Regions from separate parts of the Rattus norvegicus genome. Here region 1 is linked to region 2. A link is a contact called in public Hi-C data. All regions are on one chromosome and are shown on one strand. The core of a region is the stretch at or near the end of the contact, and the rest is flanking DNA. Distances in the headings are between cores, read along the strand shown. Region 1 holds the start of Cdc42ep3 (CDC42 effector protein 3). Region 2 has its middle 100 kb from the start of Cdc42ep3.

What was found. A called contact is a pair of places that touch in the nucleus more often than the background predicts.
Region 1: a Hi-C map of the A7r5 cell line shows a contact between it and region 2, with 3 times the contacts expected there. The contact joins the promoter of Cdc42ep3 here to the enhancer-like site in region 2. A contact is called at or near these places in 2 of 12 Hi-C or Micro-C datasets (the A7r5 cell line and the Rat2 cell line).

Annotation. Positions count from the first base shown.
Region 1 is chr6:21,460,450-21,465,053 of GRCr8, forward strand. It overlaps Cdc42ep3 (CDC42 effector protein 3), which reads left to right and starts at 2,632. Exons shown (of 2, transcript NM_001048044.1): 1 at 2,632-2,854. LOC134479326 (a long non-coding RNA gene) reads right to left here and starts at 2,402. Exons shown (of 2, transcript XR_010052493.1): 1 at 2,261-2,402; 2 at 765-1,609.
Region 2 is chr6:21,359,809-21,364,548 of GRCr8, forward strand. No RefSeq gene overlaps it. Among named protein-coding and RNA genes, the nearest start is that of Cdc42ep3, 100 kb to the right of the region's middle. Within about 2 kb of position 3,288, at least 13 of the 93 cell types and tissues checked have an H3K27ac peak or open chromatin away from gene starts, as enhancers often do. A contact at or near this core is called in the A7r5 cell line, where this site is marked.

The sequences.
Region 1 (4,604 bases), core at 1,382-3,881, 100 kb after region 2:
GAAGTGTCCTGGACAGATAGAAGGCAGGCCCCAGCAGGTATAAACTACAGGGCAGCTTGGAAGTCTGATACGGCCAGATGGGTGAGAGCGATTATTGGCAAGGCAGCCTTAAATACAAGCCACTGATGGTTCTCTCACACCCCAACCAGACTCTCCTCTCCCTAGTCCATCCCAGTGGAACCAACTAGTCTAGTCTGGCTTCACAGGGACTCATCCACAGGTCCATGTGCTATAGATATTAGTCACAGACTTCCAAGATTCCCATTGATTTTTTTTTATTCAAGGCTAACCCTCTCTGAAATACAGAGTCTCAGAAGTCTCAGCCTTCAGAAAGAAAGCAAGGTTTTCCTTTCTGCTTAGCAGGAGAACCTTCTAAAGTTAACGCTAAACCCACGAAACCTAAATGCTGCCATGACTAAATCAGGAAATGAACTCATTTGGAAAGAAAATTCGCAAGTCGAGGGCTCTTTTTCCTCACTGAAGGTGTTCAGCACAAATAAAATAAAATGACACAGGGCCTCAGAGAAGCCGGGATGGATCAAGCCAGCACCACTGGACCTTTGAAGAAGTAGGTCACACACAGATTGTCTGCATAGGGCTCCAAGGCAAAGCCTTTTTAAAAACACATATAGTGAGAAACCACCTCTGGATGAAACAGGAACAGCACAGTAGAATGAAAATGGGGTTTTGGAACAAAAGTCTTAACTTCCAGCTACCTGCCACCCTATGTTTGCACAAACTGTAAAAGAAATTATTCACTTAGACACGTGAAAATGGACCGCTTTTAATGGCAGCTAGCAATAGAACAAGTGAAAAAAAATCACACAAGACATATGTGTGAGGAATGTATGCATGCAAAAGGAATTTTCACACAGCATTGTATATACATGCGTATTTGTACTTTTTCAAATGCCATATGTAATGAAAGCTGTGCATAAATATTTATAAAATACTTTTTATCTAACTAGGCCAGTAACATTTAATATTTTTCAATAAATCCGTATATAAAATGTATACATTAGTGCCAAATGGAACATATATTTTGAAATATGAGCCCCAAGTAAAACTCTGAGGAATCTGGAGTGGAACCCAGGTGTCTGCCAAAGGCAACTTGGGAGCAGGCGGTCAGTTGGAGAAAGGAAACAGGGCCGGGTCCCTTATCTTCACCTACTGTTTTGCTTGTCAAAATTCTGGTATCACTTCTGCGGTTTTGAATTTGACTTCCGACCTCATGGCTGTTTAACCTGCCAACTATTATTTTCTTTGAGGCTTTTAACACTCCACCCAAGTATTTTGCTTTCCCGAACAGTTGTGTCCGCTTCCTTTTTAAATTCACCTTAACATTGACCGTGGTTTAAAACCTGGGCTTAAAGTGCACCCTAGTCTAAGGTTTCAGAGCTATTGATTCGGGGCACCCTGGTGAAGACCTGAAGCCCAGAGCGCTCAGGGAAGCCAAGGTCTCCTGGAGGGGCTCAGCTTTGTCCCAGGGTTGGGGCCCGGCCCGGAGCGTGCGACTCCTCAGGGTTCCAACTCCTTTTCCAGGTCAATCAAGCCGGCGGGGACCTCAAGGCCGGAAAACGCCACCTTTTCCTGTCTCCAACCAGGCGGACTAAGGGAGAAGGAAGAGAGGGCGACCTGTTCAGACAATTAACATTAATTCTCTGGGTTCCTACAGAGGTCCAGGGACAGAGGGGCGGGTCGTCCTGAGGCCCTGGCCCGGTGACCGACAGGCGCAGGTGTCGCCGTGGGCGGAATTTTATGGTCCGGAGCGGCAGCAGCTGCGCCACTTGCGCCGCCCCTCAGAGCGTCCGGGAGAGCCGCCACCCCGCTTCCGCAGCTTTAGGTCAATCTCGGACAGACCTGGAGGGGGAGGAGACACCTCCCTCCAGACAGGAAAAACCTGCTGCGTCTGCGTTTCTTTGCGCCCCGCAGGCGCTCAGCCTCCAGCCCCGCGTCTCCCGCGCGTCTGATCCGCGCTCCGGGTTTTGGCGACAGCTTGCAAGGGAAGCAGGCTGCACGCTGACAGCACGCGACCCTCCTCTTCCCTCCCAAGAGCTTCGGCTGCCAGGGAGTCCCCAGGGAGCTGCGGTCGCGCTGCGGGCGACCGGGTCGGTGGCCCTTCTTCCCCGCAGGTCCCCTTCCTCCGCGGCGAAGCCCCGCACTGCTAGGTGGGTTAGGTAGGACAGGGAGAGGCGGGGACACGAGGGTGAGCACGAGGGTCCCGGGTGCGGGCGGAGTCCCATTGTTCTCCCGCACTTACGGACAGCAACGCTCTGGGGTCCCCTCTTTACAGAGAGCACCCCGCCACTTCTCTTTGTGCCTGAGGGAGCCCCAGCCGGGTTTGCCTCAGAGAGAAGCCACAACCGGGGAGAGGTGGGACTGGGAGGTGACAGTGGGTGCCCATTGTCCTCCAAGAGCCTGCAGCCTCGCCGCCACTCCTGCAGGTCTAAGGGTGGTGGGGAGGTGGGGGACAGGTACAGCGGAGGGAAGGTCCGGCTCCGCCCGCACCCTTCTCCCCGCCCTGCCCTGGCCTCACAGCCCCGCCCCGCGCCGGGCCCCGCCCCGCGCCCCGCCCTGGGCAGGTTGAGGCCGCGCGTCCGGCAGCCGCGCGCACAGCGTCGCAGGCGCTTCCAACTGCCGCTGGGAGCACAGCAGCGGGACGCTCGCTGGCAACCCAGTTTCGCAGCTCCTACCTCCGGGAGACGCTGCGCACAGTCCGGGAGCAGATTGGGCGGTGAACCGTCGCCGCCCCTCGGGTTCTGCGAGCACTAGCGAGGATTGTGTGCGCCCTCGGGAGGCGACCCGGGCCGACGCCCGGTCCCCGGGCAGAAGCAAGGAGCCTTGGAGACAGCTGGTGAGTATGAAACCCACAGTGCCTCTCCACCTGTAAGTCTGTCCGACCCTCAACCTAAGTCCCTTCCAGCTAGTGCAGATGGTGGCCTTGGAAGACTTACAAGGTGCGAAGATAATCTAGAGCACCGCCTTCTTGAGCTGATGTCCAGAGGATCAAAGGGGGACATCATGTTTGATGTCCCGGTGGGGGGATCAGGACTCGGAGCTCTGCCATCAGTGCCTACTTCTTTAGGGTGGGGCTGCAGGCAGCACGGCCCCCTCCTGGCCATTGACAGCCATTCTGGGCGCAAGTTGCGTTTTTCCATCAGAACCAACCGCACTTGGCTACCGCGCCCCTCTAGTTGTGTGTTTGTACCGCCGCGGCGCTTATGAGGGCACCGCGCAGCTTGGCAGTTTCCGCACTGACAGAGGCAGTGCATTTTAGCTGAGGCTCCAACCTGCAGATCTGGCAGTTGGGAAAAATTATTTTCTTTCTTGATTGCGGTTTCTGCACAACTGAAGCGTTTACAAGATCTTTACTCCCTCCTTCTCCTCTTCCTCCTGCTGCGGCTGCTCCTTCTCTTCTTCCTCCTCTCCTCCTCCTCACTAAGTATCTTGACACAGCCATGCGAGGATGAGGACGAATGGATCTGGCCAGTCAGTTTTTTTCTTTATGAATTATTATACGCCACCCCCCTCCCGCCTTTGGGAGGGAAGGCATGTGTTTCATCTTATAAATAGAAAGTAGCATATTTTTTTGGCAGGACCTGCTTTATACTGCACCGTCTAGGAGAGGTCAGTTTAAAAATAAATACGCACTTGAATGTTACATTACCGAGCCGGCTGTGGCTGGGACAAGCTGCGAGGACAGCAGCATCAAAGCTGGGCGCACATCTGTGTTGAAAGGAGTAAAAGCCCCAGAGTGCAGCCCCGGCTGACAGTCAAGTAATTACATTTTGTTTAAAAAAAAAAAAAGTGAGTGAATTAAAACGAGGGTGGGAAGGGGAATGTCAGGCGGGGACTGGAACATGAATCTTTACAGCCTTGGTGCATTTGCAGGGAGCGGGCTACTGATGTGTGCAGTGTGTAGGGGGCTCTGGGGAGGGAACTGATGGATGTGTTAGGGAGACAAAGATTCCTTCTGCTTCTTCCCCACCCTGGCAGCTTGTAGCCCTCACCATATCCTCAAGTTCTGGGAGGGGGTGGAGGAGGGGTTGCCGCCTTGAAAATATTAGGAGGGTAGCAGATGTCCCTGCTTTAATAGCAGACCCAGACTTGGGAACTTCCCGTTAACATCACAGGGAGAAATAAGCCTCACCAGGAAGGAGCCGGGATGCCCCAGGGGTATCCCTAAGTCCATTAAAAGACCCCTGTAATGTTCTGACTTATAAAAGATCTTTCAACTGAGCTAAGAAGTACAACTTCTGGACAGTTCTAGACGTTTCCACCATTGTGATTTGATGGACAGTTTAGATGTAAGCACAAACACCTTTTTCAGAACGAAGGACTCAGACATAAGGGGGCTGTGAAATGTCTAGCAATGTGGGACAAAGCATGAGCTCTATATTCGAGGACTGGTTGACAGTCCATCTGGAGGTGCCTAGGTTTTCCAGTAGGCCTCACCCATGGTGTAAGACCCGGATACCAGCCCCTGGCCTCACAGATGATGTGTAGAGAGCTTTGGAAACCTCCTGGGTCCATGGCAGTTTCTGTTTTCTAGCCATCTCATCTGCTAGAGATTTGCATTCTGAATTCCGTGATTGGAACACAGT
Region 2 (4,740 bases), core at 2,038-4,537:
CTCTAGCTTGTGTCAAATTGACATAAACTGGCACAAGTTCCTTGTGATCCTCAGGCAGAGAGATTCCAACTTATACTCCAACGGCAGATGGTGCGCAGCCCTGAAAGCTGAGGAGTGCTGTCGGCTCCATCCGTTCCTCCAAGAGTTCTCAGTTTTCCTATATGAAGTTTGGAAAATGCTAAGCTGATTAATCTCTAAGATCTCTCATATACATACATACATATATACATACATACATACATACATACATGCATACATACACACACATACAAACAAATGCACACACACAAATAATAATAATAATAATAATAATAATAATAATAATAATAATAAACTTCAGAGAGTCAAAACCCATAGTCCTGTGTCCTTGGCCTTAGAATTATATTTGGTCCTGCAAAAGATGAGTCCTGGCACTTGAGTTTTAAACAACCCACCAGGCAGATTTTAAATGCAGCAAATATCCCAGCTGAGAAGTCCAGCTCAACTGTAGAATTAGACACTTTCACAAGACACTGAAACGAGGGAAGAGCTAAGCAGGCTTGTCACGTGATTTCTTTCCTTATGGAAGTTGGCTTGTGGTGGTTGTGACCCAACATGTTTGGAGAACATGACTAGAAATCAACAGTTTAGGATGTAATGAAACAATTTGCCTTGTTTTGTTCTGTTTTGTTTTAAATCTCAGACTGACACACAAACCACATCCAAATGCAAACAGCTTGCAGCCTCACTGATAGGTCACCGCCAGCCTTAGAAACTCCCTGGAGCCAGATGGAAAGCAGTTCTGGTAGCTACTTTCCTCTGGGGCCCACAGCTCGCTCTGTGGCCTCTGATGCAAGTGAAGCCGACACAGCTTCCATGCAGAGGGTCTGAGACTCAGAACAAATGGGGTAGACTGGAGCAGAGGACACCAAAGGCAGGAGGTCAGAAAGGAGGTCAAACCAATAACGCAAGCCAAGAGGTAGTTCGTTCTTCCAAGCCAGGCTGAATTTATGGAGAGCAAACCACTGGGCTCCCAGTGTCCTCTTCTTCCAGACACAAACATAGGGCAGCATCTTATGACCTCCAGGCAAGTGCTTCCCGCTGTCTGGGAAGTCTGGTCATACTCAGGAGCACATGCCAAATGTGATAAATCGTACCTATGACTAAGGCTCAAGATCAAGTGCAAGGCAAGGGATTAAGTCATGTCCCTGCCACTCCCCCTCCCAGAGTCTACAACCTAGGTGAAGAAATGACTCACTGCTATTTAAACAAATCCTCTTCTCTTCTGAGCATTTTCTCCTGCTTTTCCCTCCCGTCCTGTGTCTGCTAGACTCCTACAAGTACTGCAAAGCCTATGTCAAACACTACCTCCACCAACCTCCGCCTTCCTGCAATGGCAGCGTTCCCACTGGGAGCCACCAGAATACATTGCTTGAATTTATCATTTAGCATTTTTCTTAAGAACCACTGTGTTTCCTTTCTAGTCTATTATAAACACACGGAGCATAGAGATGGTGCCTTTTGCTTCCCAATAGCCTGAGCATGTATCAACATTCTGCTTTGCTTGGAAGATATACCCAGTATATGTTATAGGATGGACTAAGAAACAGTATCTCCCTCTCTATCTGTCGGCTATTCCTTGTCACCTCTTCATCTCTTTTGTCACTAAACATTGAGCAGAGTCAGGGTATTACCCAGAGGCTCTCAACTCCCGTAAGTTATGTCTGCTGTATGGGATTCAAAAATACTTCAGTCTGGGTTGCAATTGAGAATCCTCCTCAGGATATAATGAACAAAAATGGATTCCACTAGGAATAATGCTTAGGGGTACACGTGGCCCACATTTTATAGCATGTGAGCAAATAACACTCCTCTATATGAGGGGGGAGTTTTTAATGTTTGTGAATCTTGTATTGTTAAGAACAGGTAACTTGGTTGAGAACAAAATTGATAACTCATATATAATGGTAGACAGGCCATAATGCTTAGTGTCAAAAGGACTTTGTTTTGAAGCCTGGTTTCATCACTTCATGACCATGCTATGTGATGGTTATTTATTTATTTATTTATTTATTTATTTATTTATCTATCTATCTATCTATCACTGGACTAGGTCTCAGGGTGCCTTTGGTCAAATGCTATCCCACTGGACTAGGTCTCAGGGTGCCTTTGGTCAAATGTTATCACAGGTATTTCAGTAAGAATAATTTGGATGCGATAAATTAAATGGGTGGACTCCAGAAAGCAGATCCCCTCCCTGTGATGATTGCTCTTGCAATCTTGTGACAGGATCTAGAATCTCCTAGAAGATCCACTTCTGATTATCTTTGAGCCATTAAGGAGGAGGAGTTCCGGTGGGCAACTGTGGCAGCTGGTCACACAGAGTGTGTAGTTAGGAAGCAGAAAGAGATGAGTGACAGACTGGCTTTGCCTTCTCCTGTGTAGTTTAGAACTCCAGCTCACAGAATGCTGTATCTCAGTTACTGTGGGCCTTCCTATGTGAATGACTCCACCTAAACTCCCCCAACAGACTACTTCTCTGTAGAATACTACAGCTCGACGAGCCTCTCCGAATTCTGGCTTCCTCTTTTATGTCATAAAACCAGTGCTACAGTGCCTGCCACTGTGACAACTAAGGATACTTGCCATGCAAATTCTTGTTATGGTTCTTGTCTCAACGTCTGTACTCCATGTGCCCACCCCTTCCTTCTCTCCTACTCCTCTGTCTTTCCCATAAAACACACTCATCTTCTAAGATTTATGCAGCCACATTCTCTGAGTCCAACATAGAAGGAACACGGTCCTGGCAGGCTTATAGACATCACCAATTCAATATTTGAAATTATGGCTGTATCAGGAAGTCCAAGGTGTCTGCCCATGGAGTCATCTGAACTGGACAAAAATCAAAACTACTTTATCACGATGCTTACCAAAGGCTATACGTCACACAAGGACTCTCTACTGCAGGCTTGACCAAAGAGATGACGACAATGGTGGGACACGAAGACCCTTCTGTTATTAGGCTGGGCTATGAGGGAATTTATTCTTAATTTTCTCACCCCCAAAATGTCCATCCACCTAGCTTAGAAGGAGGGATCTATCTACCAGCTGACCTGTGCGTCACAGCATCTTGTTTCCCATGAGTCCTAGCTCCTTCCGTGTTGCCTTGGTAGAACTTGAGCGAATTAGCACCCAGTTCCAAGCAGTTTCTGCTCTTTGTCTGTAACTAGAGACTCATATTAAGAAAAACAAATGAGCTTAGACTGGCACTGGGTATTTCCAGTAGCTGGAAATCCCCTTCACTGGAAACCCAGTGAAATAGTCTCAATAGAGCATTTTATAGGTCTAAGAGCAGAAGCTAAAACCAGCCCCCGAAGACAGAGCGGAGCTGAAAAAAGACCGGCTGAGTAGCTGCTTTTGTCTTGGGGTGTGTGTGGCGCTTTACGTTACCGACCATGAAGTGGGTTTTCTGCTCCAGAGTCTCAGTAAAAACGAGACACACATTGCCAAATCTCAAATCATTGCCCATGCGAGGAAGAGCAGCCGTGCCTCCTTGTCCAAAATCCCGATCCAAAAGGCTGACATCAGGGTTCTGAGGGAGACTGCCTGCCTGTGGCCGCATGGAAAGAGGCAAACTTTGTTTTGACTGGAGCCTGGGGATTCGGACTTTTAAACACAGAGCTGCTCTGAATATGGCTTTGACAGTTGTGAGCAAAAGCACATTTAACACGTAGTCAGGAAAGCGGCGGCTGTGTATTTGCTGCAGAGTTTGACCCCATCCTGCCTGATAGACAGACTTCATGTGTAATTACCCCCGGACATTTAATGCCACACAGCAAAATAAACTCCGGGCCTTCTTACTGGGGAGGTTTATGTGCTTTCAGCGGACTGGGTTAGGCCTGAGAGAGAATAGTTGTGGTGTACACGCCATCCCGACAGCCCGTTCCCTCTCCTTGACCTATCCTTTGTGGGAAGCCAGGAATGCTAGCTATTTCTTATAGTTCTGCTCAGGCCTTTATTTACACCCTTTTCTCTCCCCAGCTCTAGCTTGTCTCTTCCTATGACAGCCCAGGCTCTCTCTCCTGAGCTGTGGAGGAAGCGTTTTTTCCGATTGAGATGATACATCCAAGGCCTTTCATATAAAGCAGGATTTGATAATGAAATGATGCGGACTGGACCAGCAGCCATGCCTTGGCAAAGATAATGTGCACTTTCCATGTAGCAAGCTTCAGATCGATGAACTATCAAGATTTCTAAGCGGCAGAGAAAAGTAACATTTTTTCCCTAAAAGGAAAACAGGAGAACATCAATTGAATGTAGACAGGATGAATAAGAGGTAGAAGACTGACAGAGACCTTTTTAAAGATTCCGTCAGCCACTTTGAATGTTTGTTTTGTAAAGGGCAAAATTAAACCCTCAGAGCAGGTCTTTCATTTTTTGGTTTCTTTTCTAATTCTAGAATTTTCTCTAACCACACTGGGAAGGCAAGTGGGAATGTGACCTCTTACGTAACGATCACTACGCATTTATAGGGACATTTTCTTCAACAACTCTGTTTTGTCCCAAAATACACCCTTGAAACCATTTCCAGGCAGTGTAACCCCGGAGGCGGAACCTCCTGGACTCTTAATGTCTCAAGAATGCAATTGATTGTAAACCTACTACAGAGAAGACGCAGCCATGCCAAGCAGCTCCCCTCTTGTAGGTTGGTCATGTGATTTTTCTAGGCAAGCTCCTGTATGCCTGTCAGCCCAGCATGGT